Regions from separate parts of the Cricetulus griseus genome. Here all the other regions are linked to region 1. A link is a contact called in public Hi-C data. All regions are on one chromosome and are shown on one strand. The core of a region is the stretch at or near the end of the contact, and the rest is flanking DNA. Distances in the headings are between cores, read along the strand shown. Region 1 overlaps LOC103159000 (E3 SUMO-protein ligase NSE2). Region 2 overlaps LOC103159000 (E3 SUMO-protein ligase NSE2). Region 3 has its middle 7.8 kb from the start of Trib1.

The links. Hi-C and Micro-C count contacts between places; a contact is called where the count stands out from the background.
Region 2: a Hi-C map of the CHO-K1 cell line shows a contact between it and region 1, with 2.8 times the contacts expected there. The contact joins two enhancer-like sites. A contact is called at or near these places in 3 of 8 Hi-C or Micro-C datasets (the CHO-K1 cell line and fibroblasts).
Region 3: a Hi-C map of the CHO-K1 cell line shows a contact between it and region 1, with 6 times the contacts expected there. The contact joins two enhancer-like sites. A contact is called at or near these places in 5 of 8 Hi-C or Micro-C datasets (the CHK-Q cell line, the CHL-YN cell line, the CHO-K1 cell line and 1 more).

What each region holds. Positions count from the first base shown.
Region 1 is chr10:28,247,217-28,250,445 of CriGri-PICRH-1.0, reverse strand. All of the region lies in intron 2 of LOC103159000 (E3 SUMO-protein ligase NSE2), which reads left to right. Among named protein-coding and RNA genes, the nearest start is that of Washc5, 15 kb to the left of the region's middle. Within about 2 kb of position 1,820, at least 1 of the 6 cell types and tissues checked has open chromatin away from gene starts, as enhancers often do. A contact at or near this core is called in the CHO-K1 cell line, where this site is marked.
Region 2 is chr10:28,086,128-28,089,527 of CriGri-PICRH-1.0, reverse strand. The region is part of intron 4 of LOC103159000 (E3 SUMO-protein ligase NSE2); the gene reads left to right. Among named protein-coding and RNA genes, the nearest start is that of Trib1, 97 kb to the right of the region's middle. Within about 2 kb of position 1,342, at least 2 of the 6 cell types and tissues checked have open chromatin away from gene starts, as enhancers often do. A contact at or near this core is called in the CHO-K1 cell line, where this site is marked.
Region 3 is chr10:27,997,247-28,000,697 of CriGri-PICRH-1.0, reverse strand. No RefSeq gene overlaps it. Among named protein-coding and RNA genes, the nearest start is that of Trib1, 7.8 kb to the right of the region's middle. Within about 2 kb of position 1,542, at least 1 of the 6 cell types and tissues checked has open chromatin away from gene starts, as enhancers often do. A contact at or near this core is called in the CHO-K1 cell line, where this site is marked.

The sequences.
Region 1 (3,229 bases), core at 571-3,070:
TGGGGGACACTGGCTATTCAGACTCTAGCAACTGCTGTTAGTGATATGCCCAGCGGAGTTTGGTATATTTTCTATAGTTTTTAATGCAGTGTATGGAGTCTGTATTATTTTAGATTAAAAGTAAGAAAATGTCCGTTGTTTTGACAGGCATAATGGCTAATGAATGGCCAGAGTGTTTGAATGAGCAAAGATGAGGTATGGTGACGGCCAGATACTGCACTGCGCAGAGCCTTAGGTGTGCGGACAGGGACAATGGGGACGCTGTTAAAGATTGCTATCAGTATGGGGACAGTGGTGCACACCTTTAATCCCCACACTTGGGAGGCAGAGGCAGGTGGATCTCTGCAAGTTCAAAGCCAGCCTGGTCTACAGAGTGAGTTCAAGGACAGCCAGGCTACACAGAGAAACTTGTCTCAAAACAAAAGAAAGAAAGAAAAGAAAGGACTGCCAGCCGGTGCAGTTCTTGCTGTGTGGATTTAGCTAGTTGTTCTCTGAGTCTGTACACTGACAGGACAAGGTAGAAACAGCAGTAAAGCCAGTCCCGAGAGGCTCCCTTGGGTTGAGGCACGGGGCATAAGGCTAGCACTTCACACTAACTCCCTCCGTCCACATGCGACACTCTTGATTTGATTCTGACTTGTGACAGTGGCTGCACAAGGGCTGTATCTGATTCGGGTTTGCAGTTTTAAGTGTAGGACTCTTTATGACTAAATAGATACTGTTAAAAATCAGCAGTACACCTCCACCCCTCAGGAAGTACATAGTACCAAGCTGAATTGGAAGCACCGAGGCACACCCTGGGCCTTGTTTTACTCAACTGTGATGTTTTCCAGGTTGAAATTTAAGGAAGCCGTTTTCTCCTCCGAGAGCTGCTAGAAAAGACAGTTATCCAGACTCCCAGACTTCCCGCGGCCTGCTTGTGTTACAGCGGGCTTCCCGTGGTGCCTGCTCTTGGGGGAGACACCACATAACTTAAAGTAGCCCGCTTGTCCTCGGTCTCTCTTTCCCTCTGTCGTTAGCCACGGTAATATGCCATGTCCTTTCATACTGATAGTGGTTAATGTTGTCTTTGTTCATATAGTTTCCTGAATTTAAGTGGTGTTTTGTAGGTCGTTTGTTTTAATGGTGGGATCCACTTGATCCGGGTTGTCTGGGGACACAGCCCTCTGATTCTCATTGGATGTCTTGGGAGTTTGGAACCCAGGTAATGCATATCGGGTGTTGAACTATATAACTCTGAGGTAGTGGATGGCCTCTGTCTCGTTTTATCTCTGTGTCTCTGTCTCTGTCTCTGTCTCTGTCTCTGTCTCTGTCTCTGTGTCTGTCTCTCTCTGTCTCTCTCTGTCTCTCTGTCTCTCTCTGTCTTTCTCTCTGTCTCTGTCTCTCTCTCTGTCTCTCTCTCTCTCTCTCTCTCTCTCTCTCTCTCTCTCTCTCTCTGTATGTGTGTGTGTGTGTGTTTGAGACAGGTTTCTCTCTGTAGCACTGGCTGTCCTAGAACTCAGTATGTAAAACCAGGCTGTCCTTGTGCTCAGAGATCTGCCTGCCTCTGCTATGATTAAAGGTGTGTGTCACCACACTGGGTTTGTAGATAGCTTTTAAGGCTGTCGCTTAATAAGGTGTATTTGGATCCAGAATGAAACACGAGTTTCTGTCTAGAATTTGTTAATTTATTAAAAACAGTTTCGAGTCTTTCACTGAAGGACTTAAGCACTCCCGAATTTGAGGGTGAGTCAGAGCCACTAGATATCTCCGTAGGACAGCTCACTGGTCCCTGCCAGCATAGTTTTAATAATTATGAGTAGCACAGCGGTTTGCATTTCCAATATTCCCAGGCACGGCAAATGCCAGGGACCTCCTCACTTTGAGAACATGAGTCCAGTCATTATGTCCCATGCGATAAAAGGCCTGCCACTAGATGGCATCAGAACACTTCTTAGGAGGTAGCCATTGGCTGAATGGTTCTAGACTCTTGATCAGAGTTCAGGCTGTGTAAGATTCATCATATTATTAGAGTTTAGTATTCTGGAGCCTGTTCTGGTCCATGCACATAAGAGTAAAGATGCTTTGATTCTGTCAAACCTAGGAAACTGTAGGAATATTACCGCTGCAGTCTTTCAAGATCCCCTCACCTAGAGTAAACACTGCTTCTCATTCCAGGGGCTCCTTTTCGGTTATTCATGTTGTTCCATTTTATTTTCGGGGGATTGCTGCAGGACTTGTTACTAATCGGAACGATAGGAGCGGGAGAGATGGCTAAGCAGTTAAGAGCACTAGCTGCCCTACAACCACAACCACTTGCCAGTTCTAGGGGCCCCATGCCACCTCTGGCCCCCAAGAACACCAGGCACACGGGTTTTGCATATACATAGATGCAACAAACATTTTATGTCACACGATAAAATAAGATAAAGAAATCTTTAAAAATAAACAATTCCTTTAAAATATATGAAAACAGGCCTAGAGAGATGGCTCCTCAGTTAAAGGCTAGGATGACAACCAAAGTACATAAAAACAAGTTACTTCTCAGGAATCGTAAGACAAGTGAGATTTATGCTTCTTGACTACTGGATTTTGACTTGTTAGCTTTTAGAATCACTTTAAACTGTCTGTTCACATAAAGATTCATAATTTTGTCCTTTTTCCAGTTGCATTTGGAACAGTGGTAGAGGGTTAAAGGTGTGAAACACTTACTTCCTATTGGCTTCCCAAGGGAAGAAGTTTCTGCTGCTCTCTGCCTCCCCTGCCCTCCTCACCCCATCCATGCCCAGCTGTCCCCCCACCCCTGTGATGCTCTTTCTTCAACCTAAGGGCTGGCATCCGCTTCCCACATGGCGGTACGTGTGGAGCTGATGGCTGGCTCTGTCCTGTTTGCTGAGCTTGCCTGTGCACATCAGCATGGCTTATTTGGAAATAGTAAATGAGTAAATGAGTCACTTTTTTGTTGTTGTTGTTGTTGTTGTTTTGTTTTTTCCAGACAGGGTTTCTCTGTGTAGCTTTGGAGCCTATCCTGGCACTCGCTGTGGAGACCGGGCTGGCCTCGAACTCACAGAGATCCGCCTGCCTCTGCCTCCCGAGTGCTGGGATTCTTTTTATTTTTTTTAAACAGGTTATATATAGTACCTAAGTACTGCTTGGGTTTTCTAGACCCCTGACAATACTTTTCTATTGGTTCTGTTTTCTTCTTGGATTTCTTTGTTTTGTTTTCTTTTTTCTTGGCCTTTGGAGCTGA
Region 2 (3,400 bases), core at 93-2,592, 160 kb after region 1:
TGGAAACACGCAGAGATAGACGGGAGCGCTGTGGATGAAGGTGATAATTTGTTCAAAGGTCTTTAGCAGCCAGAAGAAGCAAAGTCTTTAATGTGGAAGTGCTGTGGGAGCCGCAGGCCAACTCCTCCTCGCCACCATTAGAAGCTTATGCAAAGCCGGGAAGTCAGACCGTGCTCTTTAGGCTTGCCATCTCCTTCCTAGACTCAGGACCACTCCCGGAAATAACCAAGGGCGGGTGGTGGATGCCAGTTCTCTTCTCTTCCCACCTCTAGAAGTGGGGTCGGTGACCCTGGAAGTAAGACTCTTTCTCCACGGCAAACGCTGCGTCTGGACCCACAGACTTGCGTTCCACAGCCGGGCTGCATCTGTGGGGTGCCATTGCAGGTGTTGGTGACACAGTGGGTCACTGAGGCTCTGGGGGTCCAGATGGGGAGGCGGCAAAGGATGAGGAGCCTGTTGTGTAGCAGAGGTGTGAACAAAGCAGAATGAATAAGGGCGGGGGAGGGACTCGTTCCAGGGAGGGTAAGGAGTCGCGGTTAGGCACAGGCGGCTACATGAGCTAGGCCTTTCTCCGGCTTTCCTCCTGTGACTGGCGTCTTTCTTTGCTCTCTCATTTCCTGGGGGGGTAGGGGAGGCGGTGCAGAGGGAGGGAATGTCACATGTGCCACTCTAGGGCTAAGGGACGGGTGGCACTGGGGAGGACTAGGGAATGAGTCTCCTGGTGGCAGAGCTGGAGACTCAGAAAGAGCTAGGTGGCCTCAGGCATTTCCTCTTCCTCCAAGTCCAGGGTCTGCTGTCACGCTGAGACAAAGTCTCTCCAGTGCTCAAAGACGAAACGAACTGGGGTAGCCTAGTCAGGGCTGAGTTGTGAGTCACAGCCCCGGGCTGCCTGCGCATTTTCCACCCAAGGCTCCTCTCAAGAAACTTTAGCTCGAAACCAGGTATCATATAGATATGGAAAATAGGCACACAAATCATTTGCAGCTCGTAAATCAATAACAGTTCTTGTTACTTCTTCAGTACACACATATAATCTTACCACTTATTAAAGATGAAAGTGTATTTGCATACGAGCTGGTTGGGGGGGTGCACTTGTTTACTTTTACATGAAGAATGAGGTCTTGGCCGAGCGTGCAGTTCCTTCAGTGGTTTTCAGAGCTGAATCAAACGTTCCAGTAAAATACAATCTGAAAACCGCTAATTCGATACTCACGTGCAGAGGAATGGCAGTGGGAAAATAGGAAAAGCCTTTGTTTTGAGTAATTAAGCCGTTGTGTTTCCTGTCAGAGCAGAAAAACACTGCAGTTGCTGTTGAGTGTACATCAGGGTGCTGCAGGCAGCATTCCCTGGCACCACACAGCAACGGCCCCGACAGGGCAGAGGTCACGTGCCATGGGGTTAGAACCCAGGCTGCTGTGAAATCACAGGAAACCCTTTCAACTGGCTGTGTCTGATTTTGCCGAGCCAGCGATCACCGGATGTTCAGACGCCCGTCACCGTTACCGGGTGGTTCAGAAGCCCCCACACTCAATCCTGTGACCCCAGGTAGCATCTTGGCCAGACCTCCTTTCAATGTAAGTGGTTTCGCAGGTCGAAAGGCTCAGTGTTCCCCACTGTAAAATGAAGGAATAAAACTTCTTTGTGGACATGCCAAAACTCAGCTCACCCTTGAGAGGCGCTTGCTAGCCTAGTGCTGGACCACACAGTCAGTACCAAATGTTGGCTCTCTGCCTCCTTTCTCGGTGGGTATTGCAGACCCGCTCTGGACGCTCCATCCGCTTAAGGCAGCAGCTCTCAACCTGTGGGTCTCAACCCTTTGGGGGTCAAATGACCCTTTCACAAGGGTCACATATCAGGTATCTTGCATGTCAGATATTTATTTATAGTTCAGAACAGTAGCAAAATTAGAGTTATAAACCAGCAATGGAAATAATGTTACGGTTGGGGTCACTGCAGCATGAGGAACTGTATGAAAAGGTCACAGCACTAGGAAGGTTGAGAAGCTCTGACCTGAGGATGTGTTGAGGTGCACATTTTAGGGTCCATGGCAGTTTAGCCACCGTAGCTGTGCTGAGCCGCATTCCCTGGGAAGGTGGGCCCTTCAGGCTCAACCGAGTGCTGTCTTTGTTCACCTCCAGGCTTGATGATGACAAATGCCGCCATCATCTCCGGACAAGCAAGTGAATGGCACACTCTCCCCTGGGAGTCTAGCCTCCTCACTTGAGGTTCTTTCTGTAGGGAGTTCCTGCCTTTGGTAGCACACACTTCAGCTCAGGATAACTTACTCAGCAGTGTGGAAAGCATACAACAAACGCCCCCTCCCTCTCACGACCTTGGAAAACAGAACTAATCAAAAACAGCGGAGCAACCATGAGTAAAAGCCTGCCCTAGGTCTGTCAGTGGCCCTGGGAGTGAGTGCATTGGTCATCCAAGGGAACCCAAAGAAACCCAAGTGTTCAGGGACTGTTAGGGGCAGCCATCGGGTCTTCATAACCGTCGTTTCTTACCTGCACACACCGCCTCCACTTCCTGTCAAACCACAATTGCAAGTCCACCTGAGGAGAAAGGCTGCCTCCTGAAGCCAAGTGCTGGTGCGATGCTTCTCTTCCCAGCCAAACTGCATCTCAGCGCAGTAACTGTGATGGCCCTTGTCTGGTAAATCTGAGGCGGCTGTCAGTCAGAGATACAGCGGCGGATCCTCGTTGTCGCCTGAATGCAGCCCAGCAGCGCTATTGATTCCTGTAGATAGGGAAAAAGGAACAAGAAGTAAGGCCCCATCTTACTGTAATTTAGGGAAGAAATCCCTGTTGGTTCATTCGCTCCTGTGCATCTAAGCTGCGGGACGCCCAGAAACCATTTGGAAAGGAAGGACACTGCGAGGATTTTAAAGTTATTCATTCCAAAAACCAACACCCTGAAGAAAAGTCAGAAGACCAGCTGTTGGCTGGAGAGAAGCAGGGGATTGGGACTCGTGTGGCAGTGTTCATTTACTTCACAAACCTTAGAGACCAGTTCAGACATGACAAGGCGATTTTGTACAAAGTCAAAGGACATAAACAGATACTTCCAGAACAGGCAACACCAGCCATCAGTAAGCACATGGATGTTAAAACATTCATAATTAAAGCGCACCATCCTTTAACATGACAACAGCAAGTTAAAGAATTCAGCCAGGTGTGGTAATGTGTGCCTGTATTCCCAGAACTTGGGAAGTGAGTGCAAGCAGTTCAAGGCCAACCTCAGCCATATAATAAGTTCAAGTCCAATCCAGGTGGTCTCAAAAGTAAGTCAACAAACCATATCCCAAGCAAGGTCAAAGGTCAGGCCCAAAAACCCAGGAATGTCTTCTGACCTCTACATGTGCCTCCCAAGCAAGCTAAGTGCACACAGACAGGCACAC
Region 3 (3,451 bases), core at 293-2,792, 250 kb after region 1:
TCCAAAATCCTGGTCTAAAAAGTTTTTAGCAAATTGAATGATGGCTACAGAAGCTAGAATCACAGATCTACAGATGAGGCCTCTAGTCAGTCTCTCCCAGATACCCTACTTTGTAACTTCTTGAAGACGTGCAGGTGGGTGACAGCAAGCTTGGGAAGGGAAGAGGAGGGGGCAGTAAAGTCCTTCGTAGTATACAAAACCTGGGTGTGAATTTAGTCATTTTAGCTGTGTGTCTTTGGATGAATTACTTGCCTTCTCTGAGCCTCCTTTTCCTTCAGTTAGAAAATGGAACTTTTAACAATGACTGTTGTGAGGCTGAATGAGATTAATGTCTGCAAAATACATTGGATGGCACAGTAGCAGTAGTCAGCACAGGTGAGTTAGCTATCTCAAAGGCAAAGAGAGGCAAACAGCCTCCTTCCAGGAAGCGGCGAAGGGAGGGCTGCCAAGCCTCCATCAATGACTGAGGCCCACTCTGCCCTTCTGTTCGCCATCTGCAGCCATCCCCGGGACTGTTGCTGTCAGAAGAAAAGCCACCAACCCAGAGAGCTTTTACATGGATGTCTTAGACACCAAACAGTCCGGTTTCCTTGAAGCAGGGAGGGAGCCACTCTTGGCTGGCTGCCACCGAGGAGGCCAAGTGCCCGTGAAGCCATCTCTCACAGACCCCAGATTACATGTGAAGTAGGCTCTCTGTTTTCCTCCCTGTCTCCTCTCTCTCTCTCTCTCCCCCTGCCTTTTTTTCTCATAAGAAAAAAACCCAGCCCATGGGTATATTTTTATATCTGCTTTTGACAAATGCTTTATCTGCCAAGATGACTCACTGGTGTGAGGGAGCAGCTTCAGTGGGGCCTCCCCAAGTCCTGAAGATGCTCGAGGGGCTACCAGGGCCCCTGTACTTGCCTGGATGCTGGCAGGACAAGACAAGGCGGCTGTGGGTAGCAAGCCCCTCGCATGTGGCTGTGCACATCAGGCACCTTCCGGAGTAAAAGGGCATTTGCTCTGGTCGGCATCAGTCAGCTTTCTGCTGTGGAACCATCTTTGTACACTGTAAATATGTATTGCTCTCGTTGTTAATGAAAAGCTGATTGGCTTGGCACGAAGAGATTGGGCGAAACAGCCTGACAGAGAGAATGCTGGGAAGAGGAAGGGCGGAGTCAGAGGAGTTGCCAGCCAGACACAGAGGGAGCAGGAGATGAACGGGCCATGCTAATAAAGGTGCCGCCACGTGGCAGAGCATAAATAAGAACTATGGGTTAATTTAAATGTAAGAGTTAGCTAGCAACAAGCCTGAGCTATTGGCCGAGCATTTACAATTACTATTAAGGCTCACTGTGGTTATTTGGAAGTGGGCTGGTGGGACAGGAAAACTCCACCTACAGCTTTCTTCATTGCTATGACAGCTGACAGAAGTGACTTAAGAGGGGGAGGAGTTTATGTCAGCTCAGGCTTCGAGGGTAAGGCCCAGCAGGGCAGGGAAGGTGTGGTGTTGGGAGCCACTCCATCTGTGGTGACAAGAGCTTGCAGCCGTTGCTTGCTCATATCTTGGTGGATCAGGAACTAGAACCAAGGCCCATCCCCAGTGACTCACTTCTGCTAGACGAGCCGTAGTCCCAAAGTTTCCAAACAAGCACCACCAACTGATGAGCCCATGCCACATTCAAACCACAACATTATAGCAAATGTCCTAGAACCTGTTAGACTTTCTGATTCCTCCAGAAGCTTCTGGCACTGTTCCAGGTCTCCATTGCTAGGTAACAAACCATCCCTAAACTTGGGGAGATCTGGAGAGACAACATGCACTTGCTTATGGTGGGGTGAGCTCTGGTCTGTTCCAAGGAGGGACCTTCACTCCTGAGGCAGCTTCCTCTCTCTTTCCTGTTGCCTCGACTTGAACAGTAGCAGGACAGGCCTGACTGGGACTGTCACCTGGAGAGCCTCCTGTCACCTTTAGGGCATGATATTCTCAGTGTCTGTGGGCTGTAAGTCCCACTGTCCCAGGGAACAAGGGAGAAGCTGTGTGGCTCCTGGTGACTGAGCCAGGGGAGTCTGAAAACACTTTCTCCTTGGACTTCATTGGCCGACACAGATAGCTAGACTCAAGGGGCTCTGTCTCTCAAAATGCAAGTGGCAATGATCTGGGCAGTAGTCTGTGCCAGCCAGACAGGAGGGAATCAGGGAACCCTCCTCCCAGACCACTTTCTTCCCCCGTGGCCCTCCCTCAGTTGGGGGACATCTGTTATCTCCAAGTTTTGTGCTTTCGGGAGCACTGCACAGGAATAGAGGAGTCTTTCTGGGTTTCAAGCTCAAAGGTCTTGAAGGCCAGCTGTGACTGTGCCTGGTGGGTGTTAGGGACTGTGGCACTCATGCCTCGTGTCTCCAGGGGGTCCCTGGCATTGAGATGGAATCACAAAGTGTGGTAAACGTGCTTGGCCCGTGGGCTCCCACCACTGACTTGAGACACTCAGTCAAAGACTTAGCTTGACTTGGTGGCAGTCTATACCTATGGAGCCCATGAGATAACTGGCTGTCCCTATGACACCTATGAGATACCTACCCAGACCTATGAGATACTAGCCATGATGCTTAATACCGATTGTTAGTTTAACTGGATCTAGAGTCATCAACGAGACAAAGCTTTTAGCATGACTGGGAGGGAGATTCTAGACTGAACCAAGAGCCAGGAGCTCCTCCCCACAGTGACACACTTCCTCTAACAAGGCCACGCCTACTTCAACAAGGCCACACCTCCTAATAGTGCCACTCCCTGTGGGCCAAGCATTCAAACACATGAGTCTGTGGGGGTCATTCCCGTTCAAACCACCACAATAACCTTGAACTCCTGATCCTTCTGCTTCTAGCTCCCACGTGATGGGATTACGGGTGTGTAGGTGTATGCTACCACTGCTGGCTAGAATTCCAGGTGGGTGCTGGGAATTGAACCTTACGCATGGCAGGCAGACACTCTACCACTAGTCTATACAACCCCCTCCGGGAGAGTTTTGGTTTTGTTTTTCTCTTTCTTTCTGAGGTAATATCTTGCTATTATAGACCAGGCTGGATTTATGCTTCTGTCTCGGCATTCTGTGTTAGGATTGTAAGATGGACCACTATACTCGGCTTCATGGACAGGTCAGGTTCAATATCCAGGGCCTGCCTCTGAGACCCACGTTTGGTGATGGCTGGAGCAGAGGCAGGAAAGAGGAGGAGACACGGTCACAGACCAGAAGCCCCACTTGTCTTCTTGTCCACCTGCTCCAGTAACCTGGAAAAGGCCTGGGAAGATCCCTGCTCTTATAATAAATAAGTGTTTGGACAGAATTCTTCTTCGTTAGTTGGGAGTACTGGTGCATATCCATAGTCCCGGCTACTCAGGAGCCTGAGGCCGGAATGATCACTTGAACCCAGAAGTTCAAGGCCAACCCAGGCAATGTAGTAAGACAATGTCTCA